Linked DNA regions of Mus musculus: all the other regions are linked to region 4. A link is a contact called in public HiChIP or PLAC-seq data. All regions are on one chromosome and are shown on one strand. Each heading gives the region's core, a stretch centred on a gene start, on an enhancer-like site or on the middle of the called end of the contact. The rest is flanking DNA. Distances are from core to core; before and after follow the strand shown. Region 1 has its middle 4.6 kb from the start of Gm33624. Region 2 has its middle 29 kb from the start of Gm33624. Region 3 overlaps Gm33677 (predicted gene, 33677). Region 4 has its middle 43 kb from the start of Ifngas1.

What was found. HiChIP or PLAC-seq counts read pairs in DNA pulled down with a chosen protein or histone mark.
Region 1: an H3K27ac HiChIP or PLAC-seq map of regulatory T cells shows a contact between it and region 4, with 5 times the contacts expected there. The contact joins two enhancer-like sites. A contact is called at or near these places in 2 of 15 datasets of contacts at CTCF or cohesin (large pre-B cells and pro-B cells), 3 of 484 Hi-C or Micro-C datasets (CD4 T cells and CD8 T cells) and 7 of 115 datasets of contacts at active chromatin or transcription factors (CD8 T cells, double positive thymocytes, fibro-adipogenic progenitors and 4 more).
Region 2: a RAD21 HiChIP or PLAC-seq map of pro-B cells shows a contact between it and region 4, with 6 times the contacts expected there. The contact joins two enhancer-like sites. A contact is called at or near these places in 2 of 15 datasets of contacts at CTCF or cohesin (large pre-B cells and pro-B cells), 8 of 484 Hi-C or Micro-C datasets (CD4 T cells, Sertoli cells, gonadal supporting cells and 5 more), 5 of 115 datasets of contacts at active chromatin or transcription factors (bone marrow-derived macrophages, double positive thymocytes, embryonic basal ganglia and 2 more) and 1 of 9 other capture datasets (embryonic stem cells).
Region 3: an H3K27ac HiChIP or PLAC-seq map of regulatory T cells shows a contact between it and region 4, with 5 times the contacts expected there. The contact joins two enhancer-like sites. A contact is called at or near these places in 3 of 15 datasets of contacts at CTCF or cohesin (the NIH/3T3 cell line, large pre-B cells and pro-B cells), 11 of 484 Hi-C or Micro-C datasets (CD4 T cells, CD8 T cells, the G1E-ER4 cell line and 6 more) and 7 of 115 datasets of contacts at active chromatin or transcription factors (the NIH/3T3 cell line, astrocytes, bone marrow-derived macrophages and 4 more).

The regions. Positions count from the first base shown.
Region 1 is chr10:119,010,386-119,013,316 of GRCm38.p6, reverse strand. No RefSeq gene overlaps it. Among named protein-coding and RNA genes, the nearest start is that of Gm33624, 4.6 kb to the right of the region's middle. Within about 2 kb of position 1,581, at least 64 of the 459 cell types and tissues checked have an H3K27ac peak or open chromatin away from gene starts, as enhancers often do. A contact at or near this core is called in CD8 T cells, memory CD8 T cells, pro-B cells and 1 more, where this site is marked.
Region 2 is chr10:118,976,555-118,979,671 of GRCm38.p6, reverse strand. No RefSeq gene overlaps it. Among named protein-coding and RNA genes, the nearest start is that of Gm33624, 29 kb to the left of the region's middle. Within about 2 kb of position 1,286, at least 36 of the 459 cell types and tissues checked have an H3K27ac peak or open chromatin away from gene starts, as enhancers often do. A contact at or near this core is called in pre-B cells and pro-B cells, where this site is marked.
Region 3 is chr10:119,039,132-119,042,301 of GRCm38.p6, reverse strand. The region is part of intron 3 of Gm33677 (predicted gene, 33677); the gene reads left to right. Among named protein-coding and RNA genes, the nearest start is that of Gm33677, 9.8 kb to the left of the region's middle. Within about 2 kb of position 1,916, at least 40 of the 459 cell types and tissues checked have an H3K27ac peak or open chromatin away from gene starts, as enhancers often do. A contact at or near this core is called in CD8 T cells, bone marrow-derived macrophages, pro-B cells and 1 more, where this site is marked.
Region 4 is chr10:118,598,299-118,601,519 of GRCm38.p6, reverse strand. No RefSeq gene overlaps it. Among named protein-coding and RNA genes, the nearest start is that of Ifngas1, 43 kb to the right of the region's middle. Within about 2 kb of position 1,684, at least 46 of the 459 cell types and tissues checked have an H3K27ac peak or open chromatin away from gene starts, as enhancers often do. A contact at or near this core is called in CD8 T cells, bone marrow-derived macrophages, memory CD8 T cells and 3 more, where this site is marked.

The sequences.
Region 1 (2,931 bases), core at 332-2,831, 410 kb before region 4:
TGTACTCTTATGTGTGTATGTGTGTGTACTTGTATGTGTGTGCACCCATATGTATTTGTCTTTGTGTGTACTTATATGTGTATATGCATGTGTGTATGTGTGCGTATGCGTGTATGTATGTGAGTGCAGTCTGTGCCTATCTGTGCCTGTCTGTCTGAGCATCTCTGTGTGTCTGGATCTTGAAATTATTAGGAACCCCACCTTCTCTGTGAAGTACAAATCAGATGGTCCCTTCTACTATTCTAGAGCAAAGGCTTTCGATAACAAAAGGGAAAGACCGTTCCCTTGCTCTGCTGAACTCTTTCTGTCTTCAATTCCTCATTGTGGAAAATGGGGAAAGTTCTGGAAAAACAAGATAGACCTACTCCTGACCATTAAAGACTAAGTGACCTATGGCCAATCTCCTTCGATGGCTAAAGTGCATTCTACTGATTGCCCGCCTGCTCTGTGCCAGTCATGGACTAAGTATGGGGTGTTGGGGGGGCAATCTTTTAAGTCACTCGGCTATTAATGGCCTTGTCTATGCTGGAACTGCAGAGTTATAAAATATTCATGATATAAACTTTGCTTGCCAGATGAGGATCAAAGGCAGCGAGGAAAGGCAAAGGAAAAAGTCATAATTGGAGAGAAGAGTGTTAGTAAAGCTAAAAGGACAGTGCGAACTAACTTGGAGAGCTTTCCAGTGGACAGCCTACCCATGTGCAGTGTCCAAATGGAGGGAGTTCTAACAATAAGCCAGCAAGTCAAAGCCAGAAGCCTGGAAATGCAGGACTTGAAGCCCCAAGGACTGTCATAAGCAGCAAGCCAGGAATCAGGACCATTCACTCACACATAGGTTTTCTAACAATGTAAAGGACAAGTGAAGTCTCCTAATCATTTCCATATATCTCTATTCTGGATGAGATTTTCTTGATAGCACCAAATACCCACAGCACCAAGTATCTGATAGCACTAAGTACCCACAGCACCAAGAACCTGATAGCACCAAGTACCCACAGCATCAAGTACCGATAGCACCAAGTACCCCATAGGACCAAGTACCTGATAGCACTTGATAGCACCAAATACCCACAGCACCAAGTACCTGATAGCAGCAAATATTCACAATACCATGTACCCGATAGGGCCAAGTAACCATAGCACCAAGTACCTGATGGCACCAAGTACCTAATAGCACTTACTCTTTGCGTGTTTGCAGGGTGATCTCAAAACTCCTTTGCATTTCTACTCACGTCACATGGTTAATATGCAATGTCAGTCTATCTACTGACATTGACTTCGTCTCTTTTATACATACATACAGAGAGACAGACAAGAGGGAGACAGAGACACAAAGAGTCAGAGACAGAGACTAGACCAAGAAAGAGAGAGAGGGCACCTGCCTTTCCTTACAGTCTAGGTTCCCTGGAGGCTCTTCCTGGAGAGCTCCCCCTGGATCCTCTCTGGACACTCCCTGTTGCATTTTAACCCAGCCTGTGTTGCCTCCCTTCCTTCTGCCTGCAGAACTCTGCATATCCCCATCTGCCCTTGGCAAACCCCAGTTCATTACTCAACACTCAGTTCCAGAGTCTCCTCCTTTATGAAGACTCTGGATCCTGACTTGTGTTTACAACCCGCTTGCTTACGCTTGTCTCCGTACGTGCTCCCAGGGCTGTGTCCAGCTTGCTCTCCCACGCCTTCTCTCTCAGTGTTTCCCCAGTGGGGTGCATGGTTTTCACTCAGCAATAAAAAGGGACTACTCTTTAGGGTTGGGGTACCAGACAGGTGCAAAGCCAACAGTCCCTTCCAATCCTTCCCGCTGGGAATTAGGGAGAACTGGGAACAGAAGAGGGAACAGAGGCACAGGAGCGTTGGAAATATGAATGGAACAGACGTCCCAGTACCTGAGCTTTTTAGAGATTCCAGTCTGTCCTCCTGCTCTTCTAGAGGGTTAAGAGGAGGGAACATGCTTCAGAAAGGGACATGCTTTGTGTTGGTTTTGTTGTACTTTTCCTGATTTTGATAGGTATTTATAAGCGGGAGCACCGGGGCCGTTCAGTTTTCATTACCTAACTTGGCATTTTCTCTTGTACACACAGCAACTCCGAATCCTCCCCATAGCCTGTAACCACATCCCCCACTGGGCCTAACGCTAAATCAACACTGTCAGTTAAAAACAAACACTGACAGGTGCGGAGCGCATTGAGCTAGGGAGGACGTTTATCCCGAGCTGGGTTTAGCAAACTGAGGGGGAGAAAAACCAATCCTGATTTGGCCAGCCCTTTGGGTTTCCACACACAGGGGGACAGGAGAGGCCACCAAAGGCTTGGAAGACTGCCAGGGTCCCTCCCACACCAGACTCACCTGGGAGAGGGCAGGAGAAACACTTAGGCTTTTGCAAGGACACTCAGGGTTTCTGTCCAGGTCACTCAGGGCTTCTTAGCAGAGGCCCGCCCAGAAGAGTGTTTTTGAGAGGCCGGAACTCCTAGGTGTCCTTAGCTGTAACTCCTGGTGGGGACCAGAGACTGATCAAGGTCAGGAGATTTTTCAGAGAGCTGTCAATGGGAAAACAGCCTTGTGTCCCAACAGTGGCTCCAGTTCTTGTGTACTTCTATGTGTGTACTTGTATGTGTGTGCACCCATATGTATTTGTCTTTGTGTGACACTTCTTGTGTCTTTAGTGGGAAGCCGTGTCCGGGTAGTTGTTGCCTGAACCAGGTGACTGATCTTGAATTATAGGATTGATCACTGCTTGGTTTTGTTGTTGTTGTTTGGTTGGATTTTGGTGCTGGTGATATAACCAGGGATTCTCCCAGAGTATGCAAATACATTGCCAAGAAGCGATACCCCCTCATCCCACTACAAGGACTGATAAGTGGACCCAGATTGCATGAGGCATGTGCTGTATGCCAGTCTGCCTTGCATATTTCACAGGTATTTCTGTCTTTATGC
Region 2 (3,117 bases), core at 37-2,536, 380 kb before region 4:
CTATTGCTTCGAAGAGCACAGAGCTAGTCTTTCTCCTACCCCTAGTGGAGACTTGGCTACCTGCCTGTCGCAGCAGGAGTGCTCGTCTCTCTTCAGCGCATGCGCAAGGGTCTCCTGCTTGCGCAGCCCCAGGTGTGACCCAAAGCCAGCGCAGAAGGAGCCCAGCTGTGTCTCAGCTTTCCAGGCCCCAGGGAGGGGTCACGGCTTCCGACTTCCGACTTTGGCAGCTGAGCCTTGTTGAAGGTCTGCTTCTTTGCTGTAGCCTCTTCCCAAGCCAGCTGTCATGGTCCTGAGGTCAGGAAGAAGCGACCTCTCATTGTGCTGCGAGAGGTGGCCCCTTGCTGAAGAAGGCTGTTCTGGTCTCCAGCATGGTCCCCTGTGACTTAGTACTTAGTGGGACTGAGGCTGCAGTTCTTGGCTTTTGCTGGGTCTTTTCTGTCTTAGAGCCTTCACACACAGGGGACATTCAGAACACGGGACATTCAGAACACTGGGGACATTCAGAACACATCAGAGGAGTTGAGAAGGTGGGGCAAAGGAGCAGCTTCCATTCTCATCTGCAAAATGGGGACAGTGACAGTCTCAACTGAGATGAGATGAGAACTGGAAACAGGACATGAAATAAATAATCCTTGTCACATAAGCTTTCAGTATAATTTCTTTCTTTCTTTCTTCTTCTTCTTCTTCTTCTTCTTCTTCTTCTTCTTCTTCTTCTTCTTCTTCTTCTTCTTCTTCTTCTTCTTTTCCTTCTCCTTCTCCTTCTTCTTCTTTTCTCCTTCCTTCCTTCCTTCCTTCCTTCCTTCCTTCCTTCCTTCCTTCCTTCCTTCCTTCCTTCCTTTCTTTCTTTCTTTCTTTCTTTCTTTCTTTCTTTCTTTCTTTCTTTCTTTTTCTGAGCTCAGTTTGGTAGGATCATCACAAAACAAGCCCGGGTAATAACAGGACTCCAGAGAGTAAGTTCTGACCTCCAGAGTCCTGACCCCAAATCTTTCCAGCTTCTGACACAAGCAAGATGTTGAACCTTTCTGTCTCCAGGTTTTCCTCTGAGCCCTCTCCTGGGAAGCTGTAAGAGCTGAGATAACACAGTTCAGGGCTAAGGGCAACACTTGGCAATAAGGAAGTAGCAGCCACTAGTTGAGGAGCTGTAGAAGGACCGAGAAGGGAGGTGCATGGGCTAGATCCCCGTCAAGAAAGCTTCCTGAGGGAGCAGCCATCCAAGCAAGGCAAGCACACGTGCGCCAGACAGCACCAGGTGCACAGGCTGTGGATGCCTGTGAGACAGAACAGCAAAGACAACGCCCAAGGCAGTAAAAGCCCTTCGAACCGGAAATGCCTAAAGGGGGCTCAGACAGTGAATGTGGAGAGTTTTCTGGGTCCCACCACAGCCAGCAAAGAAGCTGCAACTCTTGATAACTTGGCTGGTTCTACATCAGTGAATCTGAAGGTCGCGCTCTTAGCAGCCTTCATAGTAGGAAACTCAGACCCCATGCACGCTGTGTGCTGTCCTCTGATGCTAATGCGTCCCACCAATTCCGAGGCGTACAGTTGTATCTTTCCTCTAGTCTTTGGGTCAGAGTGCACCTCCCAATTCCAGCCCACCTTGCTGAAGGTCAGGTATCCGAGGCTCCAGGGCCTAACACTTATAGCTTTGGATTCTCAGGTTAAGGATTTGAATAAGACAGAATTTGCAAATTCTTAGGAGGATGCTGTGTGAGCAGCTTGTAGCTCAAGTTCCCTGGGGCTGTGCGATCTCTGCCTGACTGTGCTCACTTCTCATTTCTGCCTGCCCTGAACTGCAAATGCATCATAATCTAACTCCGTGTAGGTGCTTTCTATAAGAGTTCACTGGAGGACATTCAAAGTCTCCTAATGCTAACACCGAGCTTTCCAGTCAGGAACACCTCAAATGTTACAGAAAACAAAATTTGATTCCATCTGTGGATGATCTGTTTAATATCTTCTCATTTCTAAGAAGAAAAAAACCAACCAAACAAACCCAAAGGTTAAAATGATGTTACATGTGGTCTCACACATGTGATGCAGGCAGAGTTCTGAGAATAGAAGGCAGTTTCTGTGTGCCAGACACAAAGGGTTAAATAGAGAACTTGGGGTTTCAGTGACACTGTGGGATGCAGAGAGGGGGACAAGGATGCCTGTGCTGGAGGTCACAGTTTCAATCAATGATGGTTTAAGTGAGTAGGCTCATCTTGGTGGCTTGCCTGGTTGCTGCTCCACTTTTCAGGAGGCTTAGAGAAACCTCATCTGCTGGGCCAAAGCAGGCAGCTCTGGAAAGTTCTCTGGAAGCTACAGAAAATCTCTGCCCTGTCCCTAACATCTGCCTGCAACCGCCTCTGGAAATAGCAACTACTTCCCCTTGCGTCCTGACTTGCAAAGCCACACCAATTCCTCTTGAAGGCAAACTCTAACCTGGATCAGCTGGAAAGGAAACATGAGTCTCTCAGCCTTAGGGTCTCACGAGCGTTGGGCTCGTACCCTAAGGTACTTGGCGGTTTTCATCCTTTAGCAAAGTCTCTGGGGTCGGGTGCACCTTCCACTTGATTTTGTTACCATCCCTGGTTACCTGGATGAAGGCAGGATCTCCCAGAGGTTGTCTTTGCTTTGGTTGGCTATCCAAGGCATACTGCTCTTCCAGATGCAGGGTAACCAAGACTTCTTCTCAGAGCATTTTACCGCTGTTATATAAACACAAAGATTCTCAGTGTCGAGGAACCAGGGACACGCATGTATCTTTTAAAGATGCCCCTGGCCATACATCTGTCCCCCTTGCTGTGCTTGGCATTTCTATTGTCAACGGCAGTTGTTAAGAAGGGCTCACTGGGGCTGATTTCATGCTCAGTGAACCATCTTATGTTTTTCTGCTTGTGGCCATAAAACCACACATACTAAGCATCGTCTCCCATGTGAAGTGATGTGTAAGGGAGTGAGGGAAGATGGCATGTCACACTCAGGGCCTGAGTCCTTGAAAGGCCACCCGGCTGCCAGCAGGTAGGTGTCCTCAGTAGTTCAGCCATCTGGCTCCCACCAGTACTAACTGAGTAGCCGTGGGATCTGAACCCAGTCCTAGATCCCCGTGTGGGCAGTGTGTGCTCTACAGAGAGG
Region 3 (3,170 bases), core at 667-3,166, 440 kb before region 4:
ACACACCAGAAGAGGGCATCGGATCCCATTACAGATGATTATGAGCCACCATGTGCTTGCTAGGAATTGAACTCTGGACCTCTAGAAGAGCAGCTAGTGCTCTTCACTGCTGAGCCATCTTTCCAGCCTCCATGGTCTATATTTTCACACCCTGGTTATCAGTGTGGTCACCTCTTCCTTTGTGTAATCTTAATGGTGACTGGAGTAGACATTCAGTTATTTCTAAAAGGTTCATTTTTAGTTTATATGTCCAGATGTTTTTTTCTGTGTGTGCACCACATGCTTACAGTGCCCAAGGAAGCCAGAAGAAGGCATTAGATCCTTGGAACCGGAATTACAGCAATCATAAGTCACCATGCGACACTGGGAATTGAACCTGGGTTCTCTGGGAGAGAAGTCAGTGCTTTAAACCACTGAGCCATCTCTCTAGACAGTTTTTAACCAAGAAAATGGTAAAAATGCCATTTGTACAAGTCTTTCATGTGTTAGAATGGTTGTAACAGTTACTGGGGGTTTTCAGGAGTTCTTTGTGTTTCTTAGATGATATTGGGAAATCAGGGTTCCCCCTTGGGGTTCTTAGTTTCAATGAAAGAATTGAACGAAGCTCAAGGCTAGTGTTATTAGTGTTTTTTAAAAAGCCCCAGGGTGGGCAGCTGTAAATCCCAGCAGCTGCCTGGAGAATGTCGGTGAAAAGGAGGTGGGGGTGGGCAAGGCCTGACATTTGAGTGGGAGGGGGCTTTAGAAAGAGCATGGAAGTCCAAAGTACCATGGTGTGTGTGTGTGTGTGTGTGTGTGTGTGTGTGTGTGTGTGTGTGTTTGCATGTGTGCTCACACACCTATACACAGCATGTACACAGACATAGGCACACTTAAGGCAGTGGCTCTCAATCTATGGGTTGAAATCCCTTGGGGGGGGGAGTGTCTAACAACCCTTTCACAGGGGTCACATGTCAGATATGCTGCATTTCAGATGTGTAGTACAACCACGTTATGCTTATCCCCAACTAGCTCACAAATAAATGAGACTCCGACTATGGTTATTTTACTTGGCGTTGATAATTACTGGGGGTCACCCTTAATCTACTCTTTTGACTGCTGGCCTGGCTACCTTCCCAGGGGTATAACCCCAGATACTTGCTGTTTCTCCTGGCCACATGCTCACGGTCCATCTCTTCTCTTGGAGGCTTCCTCTTCTCCCCTCATCCCTCCTCCTTCTCCTCCTGGTCCCCACCCCCTCCTTCTCCACTGCCAACCAGGTTACTCAAAACCCATCTACCTTGAATCCCTCCAGTAATTGGATTCAACCAATTTTATTTAACCAGTAGTTTTAAATCAAAGAATAAGGTTTGCACAACAAAAGCTTGTCAACTCTAGGGTCCAGACATTTGGGCACAGAATTTAGCATTACAATACATAACAACAGACCAAACTCAACACTGATATTACATTACGATTCATAACAGTAGCAAAATTACAGTTATGAAGTAGCAAGGAAAATCATTTTTATGGTCGGGGTGAGGGGTCCCCACAGCATGAGGAACTGTATTAAAGGGTTGCAGCATTAGGGAGGGTGAGGACCAGTGGCTGAGGAGTTAGCATCTAGAAGAAAGAGACAAAAGAAAGGAAAAGTTGCCCTTTCCTGAGGCAAAGAAGAAGGGCTGGGCTGAAAGTAGAATGGGTATCTGAACCATTCTCCCAGCTTCCCTCTCTCCCATGGTGATCCTAGGAAAATATTCCTCACAGTGATTCTGGGACCCACAGACATTTTGTGTCTGCCTCTCTGAATCATTTTCCCACCAGACACACCTAGAGCTGGAAAGAAGAGCAGCCTGGCGTGGGTCTGTTGGAGTGGTATTGTTAAGACTGTCTGTGTCAGCAAGGGCTGAGGTCAGAGCATATGTCACGTGTCCCTGAGGCTCACTCCGACACAACTGGGACAATGGTGAGACAACAGTGCCTAATCCAGCTGGAGAGTTGCTGAACACCCCGCAGCTGAGGGCCCCACTGCTTTCTAGCAGTAACTAGGGCTCTTTTATCAACCCCCAAGTCATGATTTCCCTCAATATACTAAATGTTTTAAAAAGAAGAAAGCCATTTTTAAAGGGCTGACACTCACAAACAGTCAAAAGCTGAAGTGGTACTCTTCCCCTCACAACACATTTTAAAGTTTTAGAAAAATCTAGAAAGGAAGTAGCCAGACTAAGGCACTTTCTTTATTTCTAAATCTTTTTTGTTTTGTTTTGTTTGTTTGTTTTTTCTGGATCTTAAAAAAAAAATGTATATGTGATCTTCAGGAAGGAAGGGGAAGATATTTATAGGCTGTTCCTGACTTCCTGTTTCTAAAGATAGTCTGCTAGTATCTACAATTTCTGTTCAGAACGTTGGCTCTACTTGCATGACAAAGGACGCAGTGTTCAGAGACCTCCCTTCCTCCCCACATCTTAGGCATTTGCTGCCATACTTATGAGGACCTTTGGAGTCCTGATTTAGGTGACTTATAAACCCCTCCCTCAGGGTGGGGGAGTAGGTTTACCATTGCCGAATCTCTTCTAGAGAGCCTCACTGCCTCAAGCAAAGACTGAACCTAAGGGTCTGTCCGGGTCCATCCATTCCTTGCTGGTGCTTGGAGTGCTTGTGAAAAGACGCCTGTCACATTTAAACTGACTTTAATATTATTTAAAGAAAAATGATTACCTACTGAGTTCAAAGCCATAGTTCAGACAGGAAAGGGGGTGGGCAGGTGGGTGTTTTTAGTGTTTCTTGAATGTATCAAAACTTCTTCAAAATCCTACAATGTGCCAATTCATTTGAGACTTCTTACCATTTGTTTCAAACAGGTAAGACTTTGTTGCCTCGAGTCTTCCAGAAGCAGAAGGCCCCTGGAGTCTTGGTTTATTTGGTAGGTCAGCCAGATGCTAATACTGGGGACCCTGCCCTATGTGTCCTTTGATTTAGCCCACAGATATATCTCTACCAAGATCAAGAATTGCTGACGACTACTGTAACAAAAAGGAGCAGCCATTGCCTGGGCTCACCTCTGAAGAGCTTAGAGGCACCGGCTGCCAGCAATGAGTGCTTGCAAGAGGGAGGGACTGCGCTCCTGGAAGGGGCGCCCGCCCAACCAGATGTGGGACTTGTGTCTGAGACCTGAGATGGGGAGGGGAGATAGG
Region 4 (3,221 bases), core at 435-2,934:
GCTACGTTAGATGTTTCATCAGTAACATATCCAATGCAAGCGGAGTATCCCGGGACCTGCTGAAGAAAGTGAGGACTTTCCATGTCCTGAGCTCAGGGGGAATGGCAGCATGTCTGCGTGGAGCTGGGAACTGAAGTTGGAAAATCGTCCCTACACACTCAGCGTGGGCTTTGGGGGTGGCCGGGGCTGGAGGACGCCTTGAGCACCTTCCCTTCTCTTCTGTGGAGCAGAGCTGCCAGGAAGCCAGGAAATCTGGAGAGTCAGAAAGTGGCTACCTTTCCACAGATCAGTTTACCCATTCCCAACCAGGAAGTGACAGCTCAAGTTACACCCCTTTCAACAGATCATCCAATGGAGCCAGAGAAATGGCTAACCTGTTCAGGCGCTTGCTGCCCCCTGGGATTCTCAGCTCACAGCAGCCAGGTGACTCACAACCATCTGTAACCCCAGCTGCAGGAGATCCAGCCGCTCCAGCCTCTAAAGGCACCTGCACTCACATACGCAAATACAGATCCACATACGCACATGCACACATTGAAATAATTTTTTAAAAAATCAATATTTTAAAAATCACCTATTGTTTAACAATCAGTACTATTACATTGAGTAGGATGGGTAATTGTCACAACTGTAGATAAAAAAAATGCTGCTCTTGAGGGTTCAAAGGCTCAGAACTTACACAAGCATGGGAGGGAATTCAAATCTGCAGGCTCAAACCCAGTGGCTCCCAGTCTTCCTAATGCTGCGACCCTTTAATACAGTTCCTCATGTTGTGGTGACCCCCAGCCGTAAAATCACTTTTGTTGCTATTTCATAACTGTAATCTTTGCTACTGTTATGTAGCATAGTGTAAGCATCCGTGTGTCCCCATAGTCTTATGTGATCCCTGTGAATACGTCCTTCGACCTTCAAAGGGGTTGAGCCTCACAAGCTAAGAACCACTGCTCTAAATAAAGCCCTCTGACGATTCCTCAAAAATGTTAAAGACTGGAGTTCTTTGACACTCAGCAATTCCACAACTGCATACACATCCAAGAAGCCTGAAAACATGTCTACAGAAAACGTGTTCACTAATGTTGCACCATTATATCCTCCAAACTGAAACACTCCTTCCTTTAGAGGAAAGAAAAGCTGGCCAGACTCAAGTAGGTCAAAAAGGATGGGATGAGGAGGGCAGGGTGGAGTTTTGAACACATACACAGGAAGGAAACCCCAAAGATGCAGCTTTTCAGGGTCAGAACGTCTCGTGGTGCAGTGAGCTCCCAGTGGAACCTTTGCCTGTGTCTTCCATGTTCCTGTCGGTGTCCCCAATAAGCTTGTCATTTTTCTAAGTGAGATTCGGACGGGACAATTTCTTTAGCTGTCATCATGGGTGAATAGACATTTGTTGACATCCCCCCCCTCCAGGAAATAGAAAATATTCACAGAAGCATTATTTTAATAGTCTCCGAGTAGATCCAACCCAAATGTCCATCAACTGAAACGTGAACAAACAAAATACAGTCTATCGATACAACTGGGGGTTGGGGGGGGGGGTGGGCAGGGGATTTACTCGGTCATAAGTCAGAATGAGTCTTGAAAATGCTATGCTAAGTTAAAGGATCCAGACACAAGGTCAGGTAATGTAGGAGCCTTTTGTATCGGCTCTCTGTAACAGGCAAAAGACAAAAATAAATGAAACAGAAAGTAGATTTGCGGTTGCCAGAGGCTGAGAAAGGAAGGAAATGGTCACTGGCCCCACATGTATGTGGGGTTTCTTTCTGAGATTATAACAATATTCTTGGATAGTGGTTTTGGCACACAAGTTTGCGAAAATATTAAAAATAACTAATATGCAGATTCAAAATGTAAATTTATGGGGCATAGGTCATGTTTCAGTAAAAAAAAAACAAAAAACTGGGAAAAAAATCAGTACCCACTTCAACAAATTATATCAGGTCAGCTTGAGCTTCAGTTTTACAACGCTTCCTTTAGCTCCCTGGGCATTGGGCTATGCTCTTCTCATCTGGAGAGAGATTAGAATAACACTCGCCACCCACATCTGTGACAAGGCCTGAGTGTATTTTTGAAATGTCTGTTTTCAAGCAAGAGGTGATATAGAGATACAAGGTATGATGATGACGATAACAATGACAATGATGATGTTGATGATAAAGGTAACACTGTGTACCACAAGGCTTTACTCAAGTACAGATGTGGCAGTTGAATCTCAGGCACGTGCCCAGGTATTCATTGCTCACTCTCCCGGAGTGGCTCATTTACTCCATCATTCTCTGTGTTCATCATCCTCAGAAGCAAAGCCTGAAAAAGACTCAAACACATGCACTCAGGCACATAGACACACATAGGAACATGCATGCACAAATACATGCACAAATACTTGCACACACACACAAGCACAACTTATAGTAATTTACTACATTATATAGTTGTCTAGGGAAAATAGGTGCATTTGTGTGCACACTTGGACATGCGTGCATGTGTGTCTACATATGTGAATATATGTATGTATGTATGTATGTATATGTATGTATGTATGTATAGTGGGGTAGTGAGTGTTCCTGTTTTACTGGAGAAAAACCTTCAACTTTCTACCTACTTTTCCATGTGTAAACTCAGTATAACCTCCCTGAGATCTCACTATAAAAATTAATAACCCAAGTTAGGACACAATTCGCTCCTACACAAGGACGTTCCTAAAGAGCAGATGGAAGCCAGCATCTCCCCGGGGGCCTATCACTGAGGTAATGAGCAGAGTGAGAGCAGTGGAGTGAGCATCCCACCTCACAGGCAGTACCTGCCCCTGTGGGGGCCACGCTTCAGGAAACAGGGGGGATAAAGACAGCTCACACAGCCCCCACACCAAGTCATACAGTGTGTGTGTGTGTGTGTGTGTGTAGGGGTGGTATGTGTGTGTGCACAGGGTGGGTGTCTATATGTATGTGTGTGTATGTGTGCCCTCCTCTGTGTGTGTGTGTGTGTGTGTGTGTGTATGTGTGTGTGTGTGTGTGTGTGTGTGTGTGTGCCTGCCACCACTGCCAGCTCCCAAGTCGTCCTTGAAGAGGAGTTTCTACTGTTGCACCGTCACCTGCTTTATTACAGTTTTGAGAGAAAGCTGACCGGGAGTGACGAAAGCAAGCTCTCTGTTGAAATCTCCTTCATCCCGCTGGCTCCCTCTTGTTCTCTTCTTTTGAGAGAGCCTCTCATTCTGTAGTCCAGGA